7 separate regions of the Mus musculus genome follow, and all the other regions are linked to region 2. A link is a contact called in public Hi-C, HiChIP or PLAC-seq, Micro-C and promoter capture Hi-C data. All regions are on one chromosome and are shown on one strand. The core of a region is the stretch at or near the end of the contact, and the rest is flanking DNA. Distances in the headings are between cores, read along the strand shown. Region 1 holds the start of Rcn3 (reticulocalbin 3, EF-hand calcium binding domain). Region 2 holds the start of Ppp1r15a (protein phosphatase 1, regulatory subunit 15A). Region 3 holds the start of Tead2 (TEA domain family member 2). Region 4 holds the start of Flt3l (FMS-like tyrosine kinase 3 ligand). Region 5 holds the start of Prrg2 (proline-rich Gla (G-carboxyglutamic acid) polypeptide 2). Region 6 holds the start of Scaf1 (SR-related CTD-associated factor 1). Region 7 holds the start of Emp3 (epithelial membrane protein 3).

Evidence for each region. Promoter capture Hi-C pulls out the DNA fragments that hold promoters and counts their contacts. A called contact is a pair of places that touch in the nucleus more often than the background predicts. HiChIP or PLAC-seq counts read pairs in DNA pulled down with a chosen protein or histone mark.
Region 1: an H3K27ac HiChIP or PLAC-seq map of microglia shows a contact between it and region 2, with 4 times the contacts expected there. The contact joins the promoter of Rcn3 here to the promoter of Ppp1r15a in region 2. A contact is called at or near these places in 1 of 39 promoter capture datasets (liver), 2 of 115 datasets of contacts at active chromatin or transcription factors (microglia and thymic regulatory T cells) and 2 of 9 other capture datasets (adipose tissue and liver).
Region 3: a Hi-C map of cerebellum shows a contact between it and region 2, with 4 times the contacts expected there. The contact joins the promoter of Tead2 here to the promoter of Ppp1r15a in region 2. A contact is called at or near these places in 4 of 39 promoter capture datasets (cranial neural crest, frontonasal cranial neural crest, hippocampal neurons and 1 more), 1 of 484 Hi-C or Micro-C datasets (cerebellum), 2 of 115 datasets of contacts at active chromatin or transcription factors (neural tube and pancreatic cancer cells) and 1 of 9 other capture datasets (pancreatic islet).
Region 4: a contact with region 2 is called in a promoter capture Hi-C map of neural stem cells. The contact joins the promoter of Flt3l here to the promoter of Ppp1r15a in region 2. A contact is called at or near these places in 7 of 39 promoter capture datasets (the C10 cell line, cranial neural crest, hippocampal neurons and 3 more), 3 of 484 Hi-C or Micro-C datasets (the 63-12 cell line, B cells and erythroblasts), 7 of 115 datasets of contacts at active chromatin or transcription factors (bone marrow-derived macrophages, embryonic stem cells, large pre-B cells and 4 more) and 3 of 9 other capture datasets (adipose tissue, liver and pancreatic islet).
Region 5: a contact with region 2 is called in a promoter capture Hi-C map of pre-B cells, with 2.1 times the contacts expected there. The contact joins the promoter of Prrg2 here to the promoter of Ppp1r15a in region 2. A contact is called at or near these places in 2 of 39 promoter capture datasets (hippocampal neurons and pre-B cells), 2 of 115 datasets of contacts at active chromatin or transcription factors (pancreatic cancer cells and thymic regulatory T cells) and 2 of 9 other capture datasets (adipose tissue and liver).
Region 6: a contact with region 2 is called in an H3K27ac HiChIP or PLAC-seq map of microglia, with 12 times the contacts expected there. The contact joins the promoter of Scaf1 here to the promoter of Ppp1r15a in region 2. A contact is called at or near these places in 10 of 39 promoter capture datasets (the C10 cell line, the HPC-7 cell line, cranial neural crest and 6 more), 5 of 115 datasets of contacts at active chromatin or transcription factors (bone marrow-derived macrophages, memory CD8 T cells, microglia and 2 more) and 2 of 9 other capture datasets (adipose tissue and liver).
Region 7: a contact with region 2 is called in a Micro-C map of embryonic stem cells, with 4 times the contacts expected there. The contact joins the promoter of Emp3 here to the promoter of Ppp1r15a in region 2. A contact is called at or near these places in 4 of 39 promoter capture datasets (the C10 cell line, HPC-7-derived erythroid cells, hippocampal neurons and 1 more), 3 of 484 Hi-C or Micro-C datasets (embryonic stem cells and myocytes) and 4 of 115 datasets of contacts at active chromatin or transcription factors (the 230-238 cell line, memory CD8 T cells, pancreatic cancer cells and 1 more).

The regions. Positions count from the first base shown.
Region 1 is chr7:45,090,684-45,094,184 of GRCm38.p6, reverse strand. Rcn3 (reticulocalbin 3, EF-hand calcium binding domain) reads left to right here and starts at 1,972. Exons shown (of 7, transcript NM_026555.2): 1 at 1,972-2,089; 2 at 2,497-2,744. The coding sequence starts at 2,503. It overlaps Fcgrt (Fc receptor, IgG, alpha chain transporter), which reads left to right. Exons shown (of 7, transcript NM_010189.3): 6 at 287-403; 7 at 830-1,192. The coding sequence ends at 939.
Region 2 is chr7:45,524,534-45,527,536 of GRCm38.p6, reverse strand. It overlaps Ppp1r15a (protein phosphatase 1, regulatory subunit 15A), which reads left to right and starts at 1,269. Exons shown (of 3, transcript NM_008654.2): 1 at 1,269-1,542; 2 at 2,146-3,003. The coding sequence starts at 2,155. It also overlaps a transcript of Plekha4 not described here.
Region 3 is chr7:45,214,528-45,217,570 of GRCm38.p6, reverse strand. Tead2 (TEA domain family member 2) reads right to left here and starts at 1,779. Exons shown (of 12, transcript NM_011565.3): 1 at 1,739-1,779; 2 at 121-358. The coding sequence starts at 352.
Region 4 is chr7:45,134,450-45,137,843 of GRCm38.p6, reverse strand. Flt3l (FMS-like tyrosine kinase 3 ligand) reads left to right here and starts at 1,412. Exons shown (of 9, transcript NM_013520.3): 1 at 1,412-1,465; 2 at 1,760-1,826; 3 at 2,067-2,180; 4 at 2,669-2,722; 5 at 3,328-3,394. The coding sequence starts at 1,794.
Region 5 is chr7:45,060,111-45,063,546 of GRCm38.p6, reverse strand. It overlaps Prrg2 (proline-rich Gla (G-carboxyglutamic acid) polypeptide 2), which reads left to right and starts at 1,895. Exons shown (of 7, transcript NM_022999.1): 1 at 1,895-1,959; 2 at 2,655-2,806; 3 at 3,161-3,342. The coding sequence starts at 2,722. Nosip (nitric oxide synthase interacting protein) reads right to left here and starts at 1,118. Exons shown (of 9, transcript NM_025533.3): 1 at 1,016-1,118.
Region 6 is chr7:45,014,871-45,018,300 of GRCm38.p6, reverse strand. It overlaps Scaf1 (SR-related CTD-associated factor 1), which reads left to right and starts at 2,052. Exons shown (of 11, transcript NM_001008422.1): 1 at 2,052-2,221. It overlaps Rras (related RAS viral (r-ras) oncogene), which reads right to left and starts at 359. Exons shown (of 6, transcript NM_009101.3): 1 at 133-359. The coding sequence starts at 285.
Region 7 is chr7:45,919,351-45,922,727 of GRCm38.p6, reverse strand. Emp3 (epithelial membrane protein 3) reads left to right here and starts at 1,302. Exons shown (of 5, transcript NM_010129.2): 1 at 1,302-1,486; 2 at 2,324-2,439; 3 at 2,691-2,793; 4 at 3,270-3,377. The coding sequence starts at 2,362.

The sequences.
Region 1 (3,501 bases), core at 723-3,222, 430 kb after region 2:
TTTGTTTTTGAGACAGGGTTTCTCTGTAGAGCTCTGGCTGTCCTGGAACTCACAATGTAGAGGAGTCTGGCCTCTAACCCATAGATCTGTGTGCCTCTGCCTCCCAAGTGCTGGGATTAAGAGGTGTGTCACCACTGTGTGGCCGGTTCTTATATTCAGTGAGGAAACACATGAGGCCCAGGGCCTTTTCTCCGCATACACCCACCCTCAAATACATGCTTCCGGGGGTCTCCGAGAAATCATCAACTCCTTTCTTCCCTGTCTTCATGATACTTTCTGGCTGCAGATTCATCAGCCAGATCTTCTGTGCCTGTGGTTGGAATCGTTCTTGGTTTATTGCTGGTGGTAGTGGCCATCGCAGGCGGTGTGCTGTTGTGGGGCAGGATGCGCAGCGGTCTGCCAGGTATATGCAGGATGGGGGAGGGGCGGGGCCGTGTGCAGGATTGGGTGGGAGTGGCCTTGTGCAGGATGAGGGAGGGGCGGGGCCGTGTGCAGGATTGGGGTGGGGCGTGGCCGTGTGCAGAATGAGGGAGGGGCGTGGCCGTGTGCAGGATTGGGGAGGGGAGGGAAGGGGCCGTGTGCAGGATTGGGGAGGGGCGTAGCTGTGTGCAGGATTGGGGAAGGGAGGGGCCGTGTGCAGGATTGGGGGTCGTGGCAGGAAGTAGCGACTCAGAAAGAAAGAGGGGAGGCAGAGAGATAATAGAGACAAAAGAGTCCCTGACCACCCTGGGAAAAGAGATGGGAACAGAGACCATAGCGTGACCCTGTCAGGTGTGTTGGGTGGGTGAGACCTTAGATACTTGTGCTGACCTCTGTTCCTCTCTCTCAGCCCCATGGCTTTCTCTCAGCGGCGATGACTCTGGTGACCTGTTGCCTGGTGGGAACTTGCCCCCAGAAGCTGAACCTCAAGGTGCAAATGCCTTTCCAGCCACTTCCTGATGCAGACTCGGGCCCCCTGCCCACTGCAGCCTTTCGGGCTGTGTGACCTCCTGAACTGTCTCCGAGCCTCCTGAGGGAGCCTGGGCCCGATGTCCTCCCATGGATCCCTGCTTTTGTGGCCTGCTTCAGTTTCCCTTCTTAATGTACATGGTTGTTTTCCATCTCCACATAAATTTGGCCCCAAATCTGTGTGTGCATCGTTATTCTCAAGTTTCAAGCAGCTGGAATAAATTGAACGCGTCTGGGAAAGATCATATAGACACCTCTTGATTGCTATCGTGCAGCCTGGCCATTTTATAGACCGAGTTGTGTATGTGATACCTACACTGTACCAGGCATTGCTTCTCTTCTTTTTCTTCCTTCCTTCCTTCCTTCCTTCCTTCCTTCCTTCCTTCCTTCCTTCCTTTCTTTCTTTTCCTTCTTTTCTTTCTTTCTTTCTTTCTTTCTTTCTTTCTTTCTTTCCTTCCTTCTTTCTTTTTTTTTTTTTTTAACATTTATTTATTTTATGTATCTGAGTACACTGCAGCTGTCTTCAGACACACCAGAAGAGGGCATTGGATTCCATTACAGATGGTTAGCCACCATGTGGTTGCTGGGACTTGAACTCTGGTCCTCTGGAAGAACAGTCAGTGCTCTTAATTGCAGAGCCATCTCTCCAGCCGCGCTCCCCCCCCACCCCCCCCTTTTTTTTTTAAAGACAAGGGTCTCTCTACGTCGTCCTGGCTGGCGGCAAACTCATAGAGACAGACTGCTTCTGTCTCCCAAGTGAGCCAACCAAACCCGACCTCCTCTTTTCTGAAACGGATCTAAGAAATGGAAAGAGTTTTTAAAAAATACATTCCCCTTAATCCCCTGGGGCCAGAGACTCTGGAGGTGGTCGTGCAAGTCGGCCCATATGTTTGCTGGGAGTTGTAGTTCAATATCAGCCTTATCGCCCACCACGCCTTCGGGTCTGGAGCTCGGCCTTGTGGACGTGGCAAGGGGGTCGTCATTGGCTCCGCCCCTGAGGCTTTCCTGCGCAGTCATTGGTCAGAGGGCGGCAGCCTCTGGACGGCTGGTGGAGGAGCTTAACTGGAACCTGGCCAGGTTGGGCATCTTTGTGCGAAAGCAGAGCTCAGCGTAGGGAGCTAACTCAGGCCGGGTAACAGAGGTGTGGTGGGGTGATGGTGGGGTGAAGGTGGGGTGGGTGGAAGGGTGGGGGTCGCGGTCCAGCCTGGGGGCAGCACAGAGGAGCCTGCATGATGCTTTCGGCCACCACCATGCCCTGAACTTTGGGTGGGACATGCGCCACGTCTCTAACTGAAATACCCCCTTTCTGCTCTGAGACTCCTCTGAGGCTCGGATTCCACCCCCAGAGGTTGTTTTGCCTTTAAATTCTCTATTCTTTTTGCCGACTTTTCTTGAGCCCAAAACTTTTTGCAGCCTGCGCTTTTATCGGCCCTGCCTTAGGCAGCCTCCTCTACTCCGCCCCCTTCAAAGTTCTCCCACATTATCTCTGGTTCAGACACCCCCCGCCCCCAGTCTTATCCCTGACCGCTGGTCCTCACCTCTCCTCAGGAACCGATGATGTGGCGATGGTCGTTTCTGTTGCTTCTCTTACTGCTGAGGCACTGGGCCCTCGGGAAGCCATCCCCTGATGCAGGACCTCATGGCCAGGATAGGGTCCATCATGGAACCCCCCTGAGCGAGGCCCCCCACGATGACGCCCACGGGAATTTCCAGTACGACCATGAGGCGTTCCTGGGACGAGACGTGGCCAAGGAATTTGACAAACTCAGCCCAGAGGAAAGCCAGGCCCGACTTGGGTAGGAGGATGGCGGGGGAGCGGGGCAGAAGTGGGAGGTGGGGAGAGAGAAGTTAACTGAAAAGACAAAACTGTGGCACTCACCTCCTGGGAGAAGGCGGAGCTAAACCTGAGGCTGTGGGGGACCTGCGTCACCAACCCCTGGGTTCCCCTCTACCTCAGTCCCCCCTATGCCTCTGTCTGGACTTCCCTCTTCTCTCTTCTAAACGGGACGCCGACTCTCGGTAGAGACTGAAGACAAGGGATTTGAGGAAGATGCCAAGGTCAGAGATCAGGTTGACCTGGGATGAGTGATGCCAACTGGACTGGACGGGCTTGCCCCGTTTCTAGGTGACAGATACAGTCAGCATGGGCCCGGGACAAGAAGGCCACTCGTGCAAATATGCTTGATTATTTTCATTGTTATTAGTACTTTGAGATCGAATTTCATTTGTGGAACTAGCTAGTCTGAAATTCACTCTGTAGACGAGACTGGTCCTGAATTCAGAAATCCGTCTGCCTCTGCCTCCCGAGTGCTGAGATTAAAGATCTGCGTCTTTAATGTGATGGCAATTTCTAATTTTAAACTGGGCAAATAGTAGCAGGGCAGAGCTGGAGAGAGAGGAGCCCCAAATTGATCAGCCCATCTAGGGAAGTGGGCAGACTGCACTTGAAAGAGGGGCGGGCCCTGAGATGGTGAGAGGCGGAGCTTCAAGGTTAATAGAGACAGTGGCACTCTAGGATTGGGGTAAAGTTAGAGGCCAGACACCCTGTTCACA
Region 2 (3,003 bases), core at 20-2,519:
TGTAATGGGATCTGATGCCCTCTTCTGGTGTGTCTGAAGACAGCTACTGTGTACTCATGTACAGAAAATAAATAAAAAAATTTAAAAAAAAAAAAAAAAAAAAAAAAAAAAAGATTAAAAGAAAATCTTGGTTTTTGTCTTTTTTTTTTTTTTTTTTGCCTGTGAGGTGTGAGATAGCAGCCACTGTTCTGGCGGGGGGTGGGGGGGGTGTTGGTTTTTTGTTTTTGTTTTGTTTTTTCGAGACTGGGTTTTTCTGTATAGCCCTGGCTGTCCTGGAACTCACTTTGTAGATCAGGCTGGCCTCGAACTCAGAAATCCACCTGCCTCTGCCTCCTGAGTGCTGGGATCAAAGGCGTGCGCCACGCCTGGCTGTCACTGTTCTCTGAGCCATCTCACCAGCCTTTAATCCGGGAATCAGGAGGCCGAGGCAATCGGATCTCAGTGAGCTCTAGGCTAGCCTAGTCTACAAAGTTGTGTTCCAGGACAACCAGAAACTAGTCTTGGAAAAACAAACAAAGGCTGGAGAGATGGCTCAGTGGTTAAGAACACTGGCTGCTCTTCCAGAGGTCCTGTGTTCAATTCTCAGTAACCACAAGGTGGCTCACAACCATCTGTAATGGGATCTTATGACCTGTTCTAGCACGTAGGTAAACAAGCAGACAGACCACTCCTACATTTAAAAAAAATACATAAATAAAATTTAAAAACATTGGGTGTTTTGTCTTCTAATAAAAATCCATTGCTAACAGGGGAGTGGTGGCTGGGACCTTTAATCCCAACATTTAGAAGGTAGAGGCTGGTGGATCATTGAGTTTGAAGCCAGCCTGATCTACCAGCCTGATCAGCCACGGATACTCAGAAAAATCCTGTTTCGAACCCCCCCCACTCTCCAAAAAAAAAAAAAAAAAAAAAAAAAAGTCACTCTTGCTTGGAGAAAAAAGGTCGGAAGTCTTGGTGTACGCCCTTAATCCTAGCACTCTGGAGACAGTAGCAGGAGGATTACAGAGATGGAAACCAGTCCCAGCCTCTCAAATAAAGAAAATAAAAGGAAAGGGAAATGGCACGGTACGTGACTGCCAGATAAGGTTCGCGTACTTGCTCGGAAATTACGTGAGATCGACGGCTCTCTCGATTGAGCCTAGGGCACGCCTGAGAAGCTGCGGTGACCTCACAGAGCGCGGAGTCTCCGCGAGAAGTTCAGTGTTGTTTTCCTCTTTCCACCTTTCCCAGGGACTTCCGAGACCCCGCCTCTCCGGTGACGTCAGCACAGCGCCGCGTCAGGGTATAAAAGCCGCGTGGACGATGTTGGCGCAGATTGAGTCAGCTCTGAGTTTGTGGAAGATTACATGCGATATCCCGCGCGACCCCGCATCCCTTTGCCGGCCGGGACAGCCTTTGCTACAGCCTGTGAAACATTGCGTCCCCGAGCCCCACGCCTGAGGGCGACATGAACCCGCTGGCTTCGCGAGCAGTCCGGACCCACGATCGCTTTTGGCAACCAGAACCGGCGCTTCAGCCCCCGGGGTGACGTGCAGCCCGCCGGTGAGTGGGGGATGGGGCGGCCTTTGAGGGAGGACTCTCTGGCGAGGAGACTGGAGAGAGTTGTGGAATCTGAGGGGGCAAGCTGGAGGGCGATTCCAGGTTTGGGGAAAAGGCACAGAAGCCCAGATGGCTTATTTGGTCTGAGAGAGGAGAGCCCACGTCTACACTCTTCGTTTAAAGGGAAAGGGGCCGGGAGGCTCGACCGGCAATATCTGTATAGCGCCAAATAAAGGGAAGGACCCCAGGAGGAATAACCAGGGTCCGAGGGGTAGGCAGAGGGAGGTTTTAGGGGCATGAACACAAGCTTGAGGAACGAAAGGTCACTAAAAAGCCAGACTCTTACAGGTCTGAGAAGGGCTGGCCAGGAACTGTGACTGGGGCTAAGGGAAGGGTTTAAGAGTGTGGGCTCTTGGTTCTAAGGATGTAGAGCTTGGGTGTTGAGAGAGATTAACCAAGTGGCAGAGTTGGGTGTGAGCAATGTTATTTGGAATTCGAGGCAGGCATTCACGTGTTGCTGCTGTGACTATTTGTTACCATGACTCAGTGCTGTGACCCGAGACTGTTTCCCAGAGCGACTTCTAAACAAATTTCCCCCCTTTCTAGCCCAGACACATGGCCCCGAGCCCAAGACCCCAGCATGTCCTGCACTGGAGGGACGCCCACAACTTCTATCTCCTGTCCCCACTGATGGGCTTGCTCAGTCGGGCCTGGAGCCGCCTGAGGGGCCCAGAAGTCCCAGAGGCATGGCTGGCAAAAACAGTAACAGGAGCAGATCAGATAGAAGCTGCGGCTCTGCTGACACCTACCCCTGTCTCTGGTAACCTCCTCCCTCATGGGGAGACTGAAGAAAGTGGATCTCCTGAACAGAGTCAAGCAGCCCAGAGGCTCTGCCTTGTGGAAGCTGAAAGTTCCCCTCCTGAAACTTGGGGACTTTCAAATGTTGATGAGTACAATGCAAAGCCAGGACAAGATGACCTTAGAGAGAAGGAAATGGAACGCACAGCTGGCAAGGCCACACTACAGCCCGCTGGCCTGCAAGGGGCTGATAAGAGGCTTGGGGAGGTGGTGGCTAGAGAAGAGGGAGTGGCTGAGCCCGCTTATCCCACATCACAGCTGGAGGGTGGTCCAGCTGAGAATGAAGAGGATGGAGAAACAGTGAAGACTTACCAAGCTTCTGCTGCTTCCATAGCTCCGGGATACAAACCCAGCACCCCTGTGCCTTTCTTGGGGGAGGCAGAACATCAAGCCACGGAAGAAAAAGGAACAGAAAACAAGGCTGACCCCTCCAACTCTCCTTCTTCAGGCTCCCACTCCAGAGCCTGGGAGTACTACTCTAGAGAGAAGCCTAAGCAGGAGGGAGAAGCCAAGGTAGAGGCACACAGGGCAGGGCAGGGTCACCCTTGTCGGAATGCTGAGGCTGAGGAAGGAGGACCTGAGACAACTTTTGTCTGTACTGGAAAT
Region 3 (3,043 bases), core at 530-3,029, 310 kb after region 2:
GTAGCTGAGAATGGCCTTGAACTGTTCAGGTGTGTGCCACCACAGTTGGCCAGACTCTGGACACTTGGGTTAGTGTGACTTTTCTCCCTGGGGTCAGGACAGCCACCACAGGGGACTCACCATACATCTTGCCCTCATCTGACAGGATGATCTTGCGACGGCCACAGGGAGGGTAGATGGCCAGGGCCTCCTGAAAACTCTGCTCAATGTCGGGGCTCCACACACCTTCTGCATCAGGGCTGCCATCACCTCCAACGCCCTCGCTGCCTCCGGTGCCCTCTTCGCTGCCTTCCTCGCTACCTGTCCAGCCCCCGCCATCATCCAGGGGGGCCCCAGTCCGGGGATCCCCCATCTGGGCCTGCAGAGATGAAGATCAGCAGCTACATATGGTATTGCAAGAACAGGCAGGAGCACTGCCTGAGAGAGAAAGCCAGGCCTGAACCTGAACCCCTGGGTCTGAGGGAAAAAGAGGAACCTAAGCCTGGGACCTGGGAGGCTGTTCTTCCAGTGAGGAATTTGCATTGGGACTGCATGGGGTTGAAGCCACCTGACCAACTCAGGTGCAGTGCCTGAGGCTGTGTTTGGATTTAGGGAAGACCAGAGTCTCGTTAATTGGCAGGAGTGAGACTCTCCTGTCCCACTAAGAAAGAACAGGTGCTCAGAGAAGGGCAGCAGCTGCTGGAGAAGCAGAGGCTAAGTCCAAAACCAACACCCAGAGAGAAGGGGACAGAGAGATCCAGGGACAAAAATCCAGATCGACACAGCAAAAGGGGGCATAGTCAGGGCCCAGACCAGAAAGTAACCACAGAATCAGGCGGGGGCGGGGCTGGGTGCCCATCAAACTTCAGGCCTTGGGACTCAGTCGCCCAGCCATCTGGAGGACAGAACAAAGAGCCCAGGCATCCCCTCCCCCAGTTCCCCACAACCCCTGCTGTGGGCGAGGCCAGCATGCGAGCAGCGGCCCCGCCCCTCCCCCGGGCTCGGTTCCAGCCCAAGTTCCCATCGACTTTCCGGAGGCCAAGAACAGGGAAAACTTTCCCCATACAGTCAGATACCTCCTCCCTAGAGGTTTTATGTTATCCAGAACTCCCAGGACCCCAAAGTTCTGAGTCCCATCCCTCCAATTTTGGACTCTTGACCTGGTAGAGAGAGGTTAGGTGAACAAAGATCTCAAGCCCAGCCCAGTGTCGCGACGACGTTCAGGACCCCCACAGGCCGAAATCCCAACCCAGCCCACCCCCATGTGGCCAGACAAAGAGACAGACGAGCCAGGCAAGACAGACGGACATCTCTAATCTCCTGACCCAGTCACCAATCCTCGGAAGACCAATGGCCGAAGGTCCAAGGGGCCCTATGGCTCTCCCTTGGCCACTCCCGCTCCTGCCCTGCTCCGTGTGGGGGCCACATGCCCACAGGGCGGATACTTGCACGAAGGATGGCCCAGGGGTCGAACTAACAGAAGACCCGTGGTCGCTCCTTCGCTCCCACATCCGCAGCCCCCGGCCACCCCGCGCGCTCCCCCAGCCGCAGACCATCCCCAGGCCCCTAACTCCGGAGAAAGTTCCAGCTCCACACTTCGGCTGCGTCCCCCGCGCAAACTCCGGCCCCGGGGCAGAAAAGGGCTCCGGGCAGTTCCCACGCGATCTCAGGAACACGCGCCTCACCTCATCGCGCGGAACTTCCCACCCCAACTCACAAACCCCAAGCAGGATCCCGATTCCCGCCGGCGCCTTCCTACCTCCCGGCCTGGGCAGGGGAGCCGCGGGCGGGCGGGGCGAGACCCAGAGAAAGTTGCCGGGAGCTTTGTTTGGGAAAAGTGGGAGGGACCGGGGGGGGGGGCGGGCCCGGCGGTAGGCTTGGAATCTCACAGGGACACTCGCTGCGAGGTGCTTGCTTTAGGAGAGATGAGTCCATCTAAGGACTGGGTAGGGTTGCTGGGGTCCCTAGGAGAGAAGGTGGTTATGGGGGCCTGGATTCATGACTTTAGAGGAGGAGGCTGGGGTTTGTAACTCTGGGTCTTAAAGAAGAATATTGGGATCTGGACCCTGGGTCTGAAGAAGAAGGTACTGGGAGTTGAAGGGAGTAGACTCCCAGATAGAAGAGGAGACATGACCTGGGTCACCCTGGGTGTTTGCTGAGGATGTGGGATTGACAGATACAAAATAATCTTTACCAAACTTATGTGGGTTTTTTAAAAAAGATTTTATTTATTTTCTTAATGTGAGTACATTGTAGCTGTACAGATGGTTGTGAGCCTTCATGTGGTTGTTGGGAATTGTTTTTAGGACTGCTGCTCACTCCGGTCTGCTCTGTTCGGCCCCACTCACTCAGTCCCTGCTTGCTTCACCCCAAAGATTTCTTTATTATTACACATAAGTACACTGTAGCTGACTTAAGACACACTAGAAGAGGGCGTCAGATCTCATTACAGGTGGTTGTGAGCCACCATGTGGTTGCTGGGATTTGAACTCAGGACCTTCTGAAGAGCAGTCAGTGCTATTACCTGCTGAGCCAGCCCATTTTGTGTTTTTATTTTACTCTGTTTTTTAACGTTTACATTTTATCTGTATGTTTTGTCTGCATGTATACCTACAGAGGCCAGAAGAGGGCACTGGGCACTGGATCCCCTGGAACTGGAGTTACAGATGGTTGTGGTCAACCATGTGGGTGCTGTAAGTCAAATCCAGGTCCTCTGGAAGAGCAGGCAGTGCTCTCAATCCCTGAGCCATCTCCAGCCATGTATACTTGTGTGTGTATAGAAGTGTGGGTGTGGGGCGTGGTAGCACATGCCTTTAATCCCAGCACTTGGGAGGCAGAGGCAGGAGGATTTCTGAGTTCGAGGCCAGCCTGGTCTACAGAGTGAGTTCCAGGACAGCCAGGGCTACACAGAGAAACCCTGTCTCGAAAAACCAAAAAAAAAAAAAAAAAAAAAAAAAAGAAGAAGAAGTGTGGGTGTGGGTGTGTAAAAGTGGAGATGAAGGTCAGAACCCGGGACCTCACAAGGGCTAGGCAGAAGTTCCAGCTCAGAGCTGTATCTGGTCCA
Region 4 (3,394 bases), core at 163-2,662, 390 kb after region 2:
CAAGCACAACCAGGTCCTTTCTGAATTGCCTCTGTGTGGACTCAGGTGGAGTCCAGGTGCCAGCCCCGATAAACAAAGGCACTCCCCATACTTGGAAAATCCCAAGGATTTATCTCCTAGGAACCAAAACCAAAGCCCAGACACATCCTGTGCTACACCACAGCAATGAGATGGGAAGAGGTCGGACTCTTGTGTAGCTGCTGCTTAGGCGAGTCATAGTTCTGGGTGCAAGGGCTTTGCAGGGTGGAAACAGCCACGGAAGAATAGAAGACAATGGGGAAGATAAGGAAACCACATCGTGTGTTAAATGGTGATAAGGGCAAAGCAGGGTGAGTCTGGTGCTGCGAGGGGAGCTTCTTGGGGAAGGGTGTCATGAGGCCTCTGCCTATGTGTTTAAGCAAGGGCTTGGGCAAGATGGGGACAACACAAGGATCTGGAGGGAAGGTATTCCATGATTGGAAACAGCTAGTGCAAAGGCCCCTGGCCAAGAGAATGCCCACCTGAGACGCACGCGCATGGCTAGTGTTGGGAAGGAACACTGATAGCATGAGGTTAGCAGGGAGGGGTTAGGAGAGCACAGAGTCAAACACTGCAGCTCTATGTGGAGGGGTGAGGTGGGCGGCACCATCGATTGAGTCGGGGACCTCAAGCTTGCTAGTTCTCTGCCACTGACTCTCTGGTGGATTCTAGGCAGCTGCTCTCCAACTGAGCTGTGCACCTGCCCGTCTTTGTAGTATTTATTTATGTATTTATGTACGTATGTATGTATGTATTTATTTATTTATTTATAGACAGTTTCTCTGTATAGCCCTGACTGTCCTGGAACCAGTCTGTAGACCAGGCTGGCCTTGAACTCAGAAATCTGCCTGCCTCTGCCTCCCGGGTGCTGGGATTAAAGGTGTGCGCCACCACGCCCAGCCATCTTTGTAGTTTTTGAGACAGGGTCTTAGTAAATTGCTCAGGCCAGTCTTGAAACAAGGCCAGCCTCCAACCCTCATTCCTCCTGCCTCGGGCTCCTTGGAAACTGGAGTGACAGGTCTGTATTACCAGTCCTTGCTAAGAAGGCTGGACTTTTATCCCAAATGAATCAGGAACCTAGAGGCTGGAGGTTCACAAGTTCTGTGCCCCAGGAAGCAGATGATGGCTAGGAAGTAGGGAAATCAGAAAGGAAGCCACTATGACATTCCTTATGGTGGAGGCAAAGTCTATTTAATGGCAGCTGAAGTGACTGACACTGTTCGGATTCTACATACACTTCGAAGCTGGAAAGCCTTGTCGCATCCCTTCGCTATCCTTTCAGGGCCCAAGCTGAGGTCTGCGGCCGCGCCACTTGTTACCACTAGGTGGCGTGTCCCGCCCGGGCTCGAACTCACCCCTGGCACTGTCTACCCCAAAGCTTCCTTTCACTTTCGGTCTTTGGCTGTCATCCAGCTTTGGCTTTCCACACCCAGCTGGGGCAAGCCTGGTGCGTGGGGTGAATGGCTTTCCAAGTCCCCGAGGGGCGGTCCCAAGGTCCCCACTCCCGGGCAGAGGGAGCAGGGTGCGAGACCTGGGGAGGATTCTGGGGACGTCGGTCGGGGTTCTTAGAAGAGGAGATGACTTTTCACAGTCACTGAGGCTCGTGCAGGAAGCCTGGGGGAGCAGGAGGCGGAAACGCACCCACATCAAGGGCGGCAGGGCGGGGCGGCGGGGTACAGGGGTGGGTGGGGAAGGGGCTGCAGGGTATGAGCCCGAGACCTGCCCTCCTGTCACTTCCAAGAACCTGTCACAGGCATGAGGGGTCCCCGGCAGAGATGACAGTGCTGGCGCCAGCCTGGAGCCCAAATGTGCGTATACCTGAGGGGTGATGGAGCCGGGCGGAGAAGGGAAATGGGCAGGGGATGGAGGCATGAGGAGACAGACACAGAACAGGATTGGAAGAAAAAAAAGAGGATGGCCACAGGTTTGTCACAGGAGCCAAGGTGCAGGACAGGCAGAGACAGGGAAGATGACACCCAGTTAATGAGGGAAGCAGGATCCAGGGAGCCCCTGCATGGAAGTCAGTTGCTGACACCACCTCCCTGTAGTCCTCCCTGTTGCTGCTGTTGCTGCTGCTGAGTCCTTGCCTGCGGGGGACACCTGACTGTTACTTCAGCCACAGTCCCATCTCCTCCAACTTCAAAGTGAAGTTTAGAGAGTTGGTGAGCCAGTTCCCATACTGTGCTGGGTCCTTATCTCCGCATCTCTGTCTCACAACATGTCTTTATCTCTGTGAGGTCTCTGTCCCTCTCTCTTTGGATCTCCGCCCCCTGCCCCCTTCTCTGGGTCTCTTACTATCTTTCTCTGTCTCAGTCTCTCTTTCTGAGTCCCTGTTCTCTGAGTCTCTGTCACTGTTTCTCTCTAGGACTTCTGGCCTTCACTCTGAGCACATGTTCCTCTCTGTCCCTCTCTCTGTCCCTCTCTCTGGATGCCTCTCTCTGTAGACCTCTGCTGCTCTGTGAGTCTCTTTGCTACTGTCTTGGTGTCTCTTCTCTCTCTCTCTCTCTCTCTCTCTCTCTCTCTCGTTCTCTTCTTCTTTATGTGAGTCCTGCCTCTTTTCTGTCCTTGTCCCCTTGTCTCAGGGTCAACTTCTCCGACTCTATAATTTGCTCTTGCTTTCAATCAGGCCTCACCTTGTTTTCTCCCATAGACTGACCACCTGCTTAAAGATTACCCAGTCACTGTGGCCGTCAATCTTCAGGACGTGAGTCACAGTCGGGAGGGCCCTGGGATGGAGGTGGGAACCAGACTCAAGATGTGCCACCAGTCAGGGACAAGACTAGTGGGCTACCTCCTGCACCCTCAGACCTGAAAATCTAGACCTTCTTTCCACCCACACCCACCCCATCCTAGCCCCAGATCAAGGCATCCTAGCTCATTCTCCCACCAAGCTGTCAAGACTGGCCTCTATGTTCCTTTCTCGCTTGGGTTTAGTAGGTCACTCCCTCTCAGGCATCTGGCCCCGCCCCTCCGTGGAGAGGGCGTGGTCTTCAGACTTGAAGCCCCACCACTTTTCTCCCTTGGTGTCTGGCCGGGTCTCATCTCAGGCATTTGATCCATACCCACCTCCATCTCACAAGTGACAGGCCCACCCTTCCTACCCTTTCTGGCCCCACCTCTTTCGGTCTCCTGGCCCCGCCCACTAATTTTAGCATCTGGTCACGCCCATTCTCCGCTGACACCTAGCCCCATCACTAAGCCATCCTGACCCGCTCTCCTTCCTTCTGCCTTCTGGCCCGGCCTAACCCATGTCAGTCATCTAGCCCCGCCCCTACTCTCTGAGCTCTGGCCTGGGTTCTTGGTCTGCAGGAGAAGCACTGCAAGGCCTTGTGGAGCCTCTTCCTAGCCCAGCGCTGGATAGAGCAACTGAAGACTG
Region 5 (3,436 bases), core at 646-3,145, 460 kb after region 2:
GGATAGTGTCTCACTATGTAGCCCTGGCTGGTCTCAAACTCAGGAAAATCCATCTACCTCTGCGCCCAGTTCTGGGATCAAAGATGTGTCTACCATACCCCTTTAAATAAATCTCCTTCTGGGGGCTTTCAAATGTCCTACGTTCTTTGTGAATTTTACATCATGCACCCTAATCCCACCCATCCCCCCCCTCGTTACTTTAAATAAATCTTTTTTTTTTTGCCACTGCCCAGCTAATAAATCTTAATCTCCTTAGAGATATTTAGTGAAATTCGATGCAGCCTGGACTACATGTCACCTTGCCTCAAAAAAATACAATAATCGTTGGGGTGGTGGCGCACGCCTTTAATCCCAGCACTTGGGAGTCAGAGGCAGGCGGATTTCTGAGTTGGAGGCCAGCCTGGTCTACAGAGCTAGTTCCAGGACAGCCAGAGCTACACAGAGAAACCCTGTCTCGAAAAGCCAAAAAACAAAAACGAACAATGGGGCGGGGGGGGGGGGGTAATAAGTGCTAGGTGTGGTGGTGCACACTTTTAATCTCAACACTTGGGCGGCAGAGGTTGGCGGATCTTTGTGAGTTTGAGGCTAACTACATAGCGAGTTCTATAACAGCAAGGGCTACATACTGAGACTCGGTCTCAAGCAGAATAAAATATTTTAATTGCTTCAAGGAACCTTCAAGGGTCCAAACCACTACTGCTCATTCCCCTCCTCACCATTGTCTAGAAATCCGACCTCAACTCTCACTAACACAGGGAACCCCAAGTTCCCCCTCACTTGGTCCGCATCACTCCTCTACTGCGGAACTACATTTTCTACAACCAGCCAGGATGAGGGAGACAGTACAAGGCATCCTGGGAAATGTAGTTCGTCTTCCAACCTAGGCGTTCAAGAGCGCTGTTAATGATTGACAGGGATTCGGAGTGCGAAACCTTATCCTACCTCCCTCAGAACTGCAAATTTCTCCCACAAGAAGGAAACTTGGCGACGCGACCCCTCACCGCCTGCAGCTTACCTCAAGAGCGGTTATCCGGCTTGTCGTTGCTTCAACTACGTCCCGAACCGGAAAAAGAGTACTGTTTTTAAACTCTACTCCTCCTACTTCCGCCCGACAGGAGGAGACCGGAAATAATTCTGCCCCTAGTCGCGGAGGCGCTTCGCCTGGCTTGGTAAGTGCTTTCTTCTTCTCTTCCATCCCCCCGGAAACGTGAGTGACTACTCGAAGGTTCCGGTGAGCGAAAGTGGTTTGACTCTGGGAGACACCCTAGCCTGTTCTAGGCATTACCCAGAGCGGGGCAGTTGCTTTGAGTCTCTTCAAGTTTGAGTTTGGAGACTTAACTCTGTCACCCGAAGAGACTGATATCCAGTTCCCCAAATATATTACTTATTTTTTCCCCCATTGCATCTTAAGAGTCGATAAGTGAGAACTCTTTCCCCTATTATAGAAAAAACAATTTTCAAAGATCTCGAGACTAAACTGTTCAAGTTATCCTCAGGAAACAGATTTATTGTGGTACCGCCCAGTTATTCTAGGAACCAAAGAATTCCCTTCCCACCAGTGTGTAGATCTCTTGAGACCTAAGATTTATTTTCCTGGCTCTGCCAAGTCGTCTGTAGAGAGAGACTCGGGCTGGACAAGTAGGGAAGAGGAGACTCTAATAAAGCCCCCTAGATCCCTCCATGGTGTCGGAAAGCCTTGTTTCTTCTGTGTGGGGCCGTGGCACTGAAGACCTTGATCCTATGGTCCCTTTAAGTACTTTGTCCCTTACCTGAGTCCCTCCCAAAGAAGGTAATCAGTAGCCCCGCCCCCTCGCCAGTAGCCGGCTCGGGCCTAGTAACCCAGGAGGAGCTCCCCTCCTCTCCTCCCCTCCCCTCTTGCCTACCCCTTTGCACAGCTGGCTACTCTGACCCAGAGGGCCTTCGTTAAAGAAGAGAGGCAGAGCTCCCAGCCCTGGCCAGGTAAGTGGGTGCATGCTCCCCGAGAAACTCCTGGGCAGAGGATCTGGTGTCCTGATTCCCCACGTTATTGGGATCTAGAAACTTGGGACCCAAGCTCTAGGCTGTGGATCCCCAGGGCTCTGTCTCCTCAAGCCTTCAAGACCTAGAAATATACGACCTGATCTGTCGTGTAGTCTCTGATCTCTGAGGCTCGATGAGGCAACAGGTAGAGGGAGGCTGACTTGGAATGTAATCTGCTGGGCTGGAAGGGAAGAGGGTTGATGATGAGCTTGTTTAAATGCCTACTGTGTGTTGTCAGGTTTGTGATAGGTAGAGAAAGCAAGCCTCAGCAACTGTGTGCTTATCATTGTCACCTCCAAAGTCCTCCTCTGACATTCGAAAACCTGGTACAATAGGCAAATGACTTTACTACCTGGTAACACGTTCTTCACCTATAAAAATGGCAGGAGTAATAGGACTGGCTTGAAAATTAAGATGAGCCAGGCAGTGGTGGCACACCTTTAATCCCAGCGCTTGGGAGGCAGAGGCAGGCAGAGTTCTGAGTTTGAGGCCAGCCTGCTCTACAGAGTGAGTTCCAGGACAGCCAGGGCTACACAGACAGAGAAACCCTGTCTTGATAAAGTCCTGAGTTGATAAAGACCCACGGTGTCTGGCATGGGACACGAGTTGGTTACTTGCTTTTATCATGATGGCAGAGTGCGGGCAGGGAGTCCTGGCCTCCTAACTCCGCTGCAGCATTTGTCATCTGGGAGTCCACACAGTATGAGGGGCCGTCCTTCCCTGCTCTTAGTCTATATGGGATTGGCCACCTGCCTGGACACCTCACCTCACAGAGAGCAAAACCAAGGTGAGTGTTTGAGTCTCTTCAAGTTTGAAGGTGAGTGTTTGGAGAAGAGCCTTGCAGAGGTTTAGTTCTGCCTCTCCCTAGCCAGGAGACTTCCTAGATTCCTGGACCCGGACGCTTCTCCCTCAGATCCTAGGGTCTGTGCCCCGGCTTCTCCCCTCAGATCCACATGGTCACCCCCTGCTTCAGAAGTAGAGTTCCAGACTCCAGTCTTCCTCCTTCATGCCCAATGGTGAAAACTCTGTCCCCTCTTGCTCAGGGTTCTCCAGGCCTGGTCCGTACCCCTAGGACCCCATAGTTCTTTGTCTTCTTTGTCCTCTATCCTAAGGACTCTGCTTTTGACTCTGATGTCCTTAGTTCTTGACATCTTCCTGGATGCCCCAGAGGCCCAGAGTTTCTTAGTTGGCCGCAGGCGTTTTCCTCGTGCTAACCACTGGGACCTGGAGTTGCTGACCCCTGGGAACCTGGAACGGGAGTGTCTGGAGGAGAGGTGCTCCTGGGAGGAGGCCCGGGAGTACTTTGAGGACAACACACTGACGGTGAGGGCCTCAGAGGACCCTGGCATCGAGGGCCTGTCCGCCTTCTCTAGGTGTTAAGGATCACAGGCTCCAGCCTTCAGCTCCCTCCTCACCT
Region 6 (3,430 bases), core at 803-3,302, 510 kb after region 2:
TCGCAATCAGAGGGTTAGAGATCCTCTTAGGAGGGTCTTAATGATGGTTCTGGGAGAAGCGAAAGTTTCAGGGAACCCAAAGGGCTCAAAGTCTCGATCTCGGGGAAACCCTCCCCGGTGAGGGCCCACTACCTGGATGAACTGGATGGTCAGCGCGCTCTTGCCCACGCCGCCGCCGCCTACGACCACCAGCTTGTGAGTCTCGCCGGGCGGGGGGTCCCTGGGTCCCGGCCCCCCGCCCCGGGGCCGCCCCCGCCCAGTCCCGGACGCCGCCCCGCTGCTCATGTCGCCACCGCTGCTGCTGCCGCCGCTACCGCCTAGGGGGAGTCAGGAGAGACCAAGGGGTGGGTTATGCTAATAATACTGCATAAACATGAGCTTTGGCCAGAGGACACGAGTCTCCGGATGCTTCTGGAGGAGGCGAGGCCAGAGTGAGGGAGGAGCTAGACTAATAAGGGTAGGGGAAACAAGGTTGCAAAAACGGGGAATTCCAAGAGGGGTGGGGATATGCTAATGACCCTGTGTCCACCCTAAGCACAGCCACGAGCTCTCCTCCTGCAGTCCGCCTTTGGGAGGAGCTATGCTAATAAACCCCATCTTTGGGCGAAAAAGTTTTCTTCGGGGCGGGGATATGCAAATTAAATGTTGCGGTAGTTATTATCTAAGGACCACTGTTTCTGGTAGGTGTGGCTTGGGGCTCCTTCTCAGGGCCGTATATAGGGAGATCTTAGGACAGCACAGGTCTCAAAATTAATCTCCGCCTCCTCCCTGGGATTGTCGCCAAGTTCTCTGCCCCAGCTTCGTTCTAGAGGCTGGCGTCTCGGCCTGTCTATGGACTTAGGCTTCCGGTTCCCGCTGTCCCAGCCAAACGGAAGATAGACTGGGAGGGGAGCTGGGGCCCTGGAGGGGGACAGCAGGGTAACTGGGCAGGACGGGCTGTGAGATCACCACATTCCTAATCCATGAGCCAGTTCATCCTAGTCGGGAAGTCCGGGTCTAGAAGGGCCGACAGCCAGGATTTCTGGGCTTTGGAAGGATGCGGTTGATAGCTCAGACACTGGTTCCTACGAGAGTATTGAGTTAGAGACTTAGATTTCTCCGGTCCGACTCCGGTCCAGGGGGTCGGGAGGGGCTCCTTACTACTACTGGGAAAGCTGGGAGTCTGGACTCATGGGGCCAAAGGATGGAGAGTCTGGGGACCCAGAATTCTGAGTTCGAGGGCATGAGTGCTCCGGGAGGGTTGTGGAAGAATTTAGCACTTACATTTATGTAAGATATGGTATTGACGTCCTGAAAGGGAAGAGGATTGAAATTCCAGAGTCCCAAGGAAGAGGGAAATGAGTCTTCACTCATCTGCTCTGAACCAGAAGACTCAGAGTTTGGATTTTCCTGTCCTGAGTAAAGGAGCTCTGGTTTGACTCCTGAGTTCTGAATTTAATGGAGATTATTTTAAGTTAAAGCCTATTCTGGACATCTTAGAATGAACTTATCTCAAAACAAACAAACGAAAAGAGGACTATAGATATAGTTTAGTGATAACATAGAACGTTTGTCTACCATGTATGAGCATTTAAATTCAATCTCTAGTTCCCCCCCCCCAATAAATAATTTTAGAAGCTGGGCATGATAACTGACGAGTCCCAGCACTGGGGAAACAGAAGCAGAAAGACAGCAGCAAGTTCCAAGCCCGTCTGAGATACATAAGACAGCGTCTCAAAAAAATCTTCTTAGGATTTATAGGAGAAAAAAATTAGAAGGGTTTCATATTCAGAAAGGACGACCATGGGCGGGGTAGCGTCCATCTTAATTGAACTACAATTCCCATGGATCTCAACAACGGAGCGCCTTTTTTACATCACTTCCTGATCCGCCGCCTTTTTCCCCGCGCACGCAGGACACTGAGGGGGGTCGTACCGCGCGCTCCAGCAGCCCCGCCCACTTCACCTCTCACCCCGTACACTGTCCCCCGCGTGACGGAGTCTTCACACGGACTACATCTCCCGGCATCCAGCGCGCGCACTCCACCTCCATGTGACGCATTGATTTCTGGGAAACGGAGTCGCCTCCGGTGCTGCCGGCCTTTCGGAAACCCAGCTGGGTACTTGAAATCCCGGCAAGCGCCGCGGCAATTTGGTTCCGCCCTTCCCCAGCTCAAATCGCGAGCCCCGCCCCATTCCGCCCCGCCCCGCGCCGGGACCGGAGCCGCAGCCCGAGCGGCGGGGTAAGATGGCGGCGGCGGTCCGGGCCGCGGGGCTCGGGCCTATCGGGGTGGGCGGGGCGGAGTCGGGTCGCTAGTCGTCTCCGAGTGTCGCCCGTATGCCACGGGGCCTGGAGAGCGTAGCGTGGCACCTTCGGACCCGGCTGCAGCGGCCAAGGCAGTCTCTGAGTAGGGGGCCTTCTTAGGGCCCCGGACGCGCCCGTGGGTGCCAGAGGGCTTTCGTATGGCCTGGACCGCGACTAGGCCGGCCCTCCTTCCCATTGCTGAGCCTGGACACGTCTGCAGGCGCCGTAGATGGTTTTTATGTGCGACCGTAGGCTAGGGTCTGTTGAGAGGCTTTTGGGGCCATCTTGAGATCTTCACTCCCCCAGGAGTTAAGGGGGTCTGCAGAGTCACCTAGTTCACTGGGGTGTATTTGTTAGGGCTGGGAAGTCTCTCCTCATGCTGGCCTCTGCATTCGGCTCATCTACATGGATCTGGGACCATTTATGAGGCCTGGAAGCTCTCTTCAAGGACTAGGAAGTGTTAAGGTCCACCTGGAAGAAAGAGATGTACTCCCACCTAGGGAGAGGGAAGCAAGCTTTGTGATGTGCCCAGAGGCATAAATGAGTCGCTAAGGTCTGGGAAGTGTTTTATGTGGGGGTGACTCGGAGATAGGGGTGGGTGGGGTAGGGTGGGGTAGTTTGAAGGAACTAGAATCGTCCAATGATTGCAAGAATACAGTCTATGTCTTGGAGGAAATTCAAGTGCTTTTGAAGAGTAGATAAATGTGTAGAGAATAATAACAGAAAACGCTGGGAATTTTATCCAGCTCAAATGTACTTGCCTTTCAGAAAGTAATTAAAAAGAAAATGGTTTCAAACAAAAAAGAACCTGTGTTGTCCCCATGCTGAGGAGTTAGAATCATTCCTGAGGGTCTGTAGAGCTGTCTGGGATCATCTAGTGCAGTGCTCTGCAACTTGACCTTGATAGGAAGGGAAAAAATGCATTATTCGATGAGATTAAGTGCATGCCAACATATGTATTTTACTAATATTACTCCAGTCCTGCAAACTCATGGTTCCATTTGAAACTTGGAAAGTATTTTCCATTATGTTTTATGTACTTTGTGTAATGAGCTGTTTGTGAATCACTAAATTGCTCCCAGAGCCCTGTAATTGAGGGATCACCGATCTCACATGGTCTGCAGAGCCTTACAAGGTCTATGGTTTT
Region 7 (3,377 bases), core at 53-2,552, 400 kb before region 2:
GTGACCCACTCTCTACTCTCTCCAGGGTCAGAGTTAGACTTCCCCTTGTTTCTGTCCCCCTCCTCCATCCATCCTCATTTAAGATTCCAAACTTTAGCTTCCGGACGCACTGGCCTCAAGTCTTTGCCCTTTCTCCAATTACTAGAGCCAGAGTTCCCTCGACTCCACTCGGGGCTCCAAAGCCCGCTCTAAGTTGTACAGTATTACCAGGCACTGCTCTAGATCTAAGCTAGCCGCGATGCTATCCCTCTTTTACAGATGAAGGAAAATAGTGGAGACGTCATCAGTAACGCCTATGGTCACACTGCCAATGGATGCTGCAGAGGCTGTGCTGTGTGGTACCCAGCTCCCAGTCTCGCAATCCCCAAGCCAGCTGGTCACTCACCCCTGCAGGCTTAGGTCATCACACCCAGCTCTAGCACCATCATCCAGATCCCCAGCCCTAACTTCATCAGTCCTAGTTCATCACCCACAGCCCCTAACTCTGAGAATAAATGATAGTTCACACTATAACCCTGGGACTAGAGTGCTGTGAGAATTCTAATGGCCTCCCACAGCACTTACAGTAAAATCCTGATTCCTCCATGACTTCCAAGTGAATCCTCTGCTGTCCCGCTCACCACACCCTACGCTCTCTGTGCTCCAGACACACTGGCCATTCTGTCTGCTCTCCAAACGGCCAGCGTTTCTTCTCAAAGCTTGGGACATTTTCTCCCTAGTATCCAAATGACTCAGGTCAAATAGCACCTCCTCCAAGAAGCTTTCCAGGATTATCCTTTTTAAATTAGCATCTGCCCACCTAGTCATTATTGCCATCCGTCTATTTTCTTTATTGACTGTGTATTATACCCACTATATAGATTAGCAAACTGAGGCCCAAGTAAGTGAAATAATCTATCCCAGGCCACACAACCATGGAATGGCAACATTGGCATTCTTTAAAGCTATATCCTGCTCCTTCCCGTAATTTCATACTTTTTGTCCTGCCATGAGCCAGCCCAAAGTTTGATCTGTGTCACAGGATCTGGCCTTCTACAGATTCTTGTGTCATCTACTCTGCCCCAAACTTCATCAAAGAGAGCAGGCATCCAGTCCAAGAAGGTAACATGCTCCACCCCAGGGCCTCAAGGACTTCTCATCTGAGCCCTGAAAGGAGGTCCCAGAACATGCCTTCTGTGTGACTGGGTGGGCAGAGAATAAGGAACCAAGATTTCGTGCCCTCCCCTGACTGGAGACCTCAGCTGGGCGAGGCTAAAGTGGATATAAAAGGGTTGGTATATATTGAGAGTCGAGAGAAGCAGAAAACCACCAGAGGAGAGAGAGAAAGGGAGGGAGGGAGAAGGCAGACGGAGAAGGGTGGGTATTAAAGGGTGGGAGGAAGGCGGTGAGGGAGGCGGGGGCCTCAGAGTGGAAGGAGGGAGCAGAAGGGCGGGGCAAGAGGCCCAACGAGGACAGACTCCAACTCTGACTTCTTCAGCAACTCTCGGTAAGTTTTTCAATCCGTTATTCAGATGGGGCTTTATTTACTGGGCGGCATGGCACCATGGGCGGGGCACCTTAGGCAGGAAGAGACCCTCCACTCTTAGCTCCAGAGGAGACTGGTAATTGAAGAACTGATCTCTCAGCCTTTGTAGTGGGAATACAGGAGAGCTTAGAGCTGTCTATGAGACTTGTCCCAACAGAGCCCACCATGAAGAATGTCCTGTGGCTTCTCCCTGGGGTCTTCCACTCCCTTCTTAGATGAAGGGGTGCAGGAGGGCTCCCAGGGCTGGCTGAGTTCTCTGGACACTGAAGGGTGGTAGGAGGTGGTCTCTCCACTCAGACCACACCCTCCCTGCTGCAAATCCACCTCCCTGAGTGTCTAGAGCCGGGGTCTGCAGTCAGGTCGGGTGAGGACCAGAGACTCAGCCAGAGGCTGGCATTTCCCTGGTGTTGGAGGGAGGGGGGATGAGTCACTCGTGACTCACTCCAGGAGAAAGAAGAGAGTCAGTGAGTCAAGGATGCCTGTCCCGGGGGCAATTCCTGCTCCTGATGGTTCATATGGAGACCCACACGGCCCAGGGACAGAGTGTTGAAGATGCACCAGCTCACTGTTAGTCCTGCCCGTTCCTCTGTCTCCCAAAAGTCCATCTAGGACAGTCTCTGCCCGCCTCCAAGAGCAGGAGTCCCCTGGCTTGCCCTTCTCCCCAGGGAGGAACTGCTCGGCCTACTCCCCTTCTCCCTCACACCAGAGACTTCCCTACCTCCCTGGCCCTCCTCTCTGATTTAGAAAGCCATTCTCCAGCCCTCCTCCCCTAGGATTGAGTGCTCCCACCCTTTGCAGGCTTGCCTCTCCTGCCCTGAGCCAGACATCTGGCAGCCATGTCACTCCTCCTGTTGGTGGTCTCTGCCCTCCACATCCTCATTCTTGTCTTGCTTTTTGTGGCCACTTTGGACAAGGTAAGTTTCCAGCTCACTGGGAACCCCAGATATAGCCCATCTCTAAGACCCCACCTACCTGCCTCTGCTTCCCTTCCTCCCTACCTCTGTGCCTCCTCCTCCCCACTCCTCCCCTTCCCTACTCTTACTTCTGCGTGTGTACTTTCCCCTGGCCTAGCCCATGCATTTGGCCATCAGGAGTCATCCCCACTCTCCCTGACATCTTTTGTCCTGTGTCTCACCTCACCCTCCCCGGTCTCTGTCCCTTCCAGTCCTGGTGGACTCTCCCAGACAAAGAGTCCCTGAACCTGTGGTATGACTGCACGTGGAACACCACCACTCAAACATGGGCCTGCAGTAACGTCAGTGAGAATGGTGAGCATATGGCTGAGGGCAGGGGAAGGCCTGCCAGGGCCAGGGTTGGGAGCCTAGACTAGGCTATGAGCACCTGGGGTGGCCATAGGCAGCTTGTCTGGATGGAAAGGCACCAATAAATCCAGAGAGGTTGGAGCCACATGCTGTAGCTTAAGGAACAGGGGAGAAAGCTCCCTAAATTCTGAGAAGACTTTTCAGAGTTGTAAAGAAATGGAGCGAGTGTTGTGATGTGGGAGGGAGAATAGGGAGAGGCCAGAGTTCTAAGAGATGGAGTGGCCTGCCTCCTTTCAGGATTCGAAGTGACCGCCAGTGAGTGTGGGGATGGGGCTCATCAGTAAGATGTTTCCCTGGTAACCCTTGTAATCCTTGTAACACGGACATCTCTGAAGCTTGCCTGGCTGAACCTACAGTGAGTAGAGTCCAGCCAGTGGGAACAGCGGTTCCAGCTGTGACCTCACCTGTGTCGCCCCCTGTAGGCTGGCTGAAGGCAGTGCAGGCCCTCATGGTGCTGTCTCTCATCCTCTGCTGCCTGTCCTTCATCCTCTTCATGTTCCAACTCTACACCATGCGGCGCGGAGGGCTCT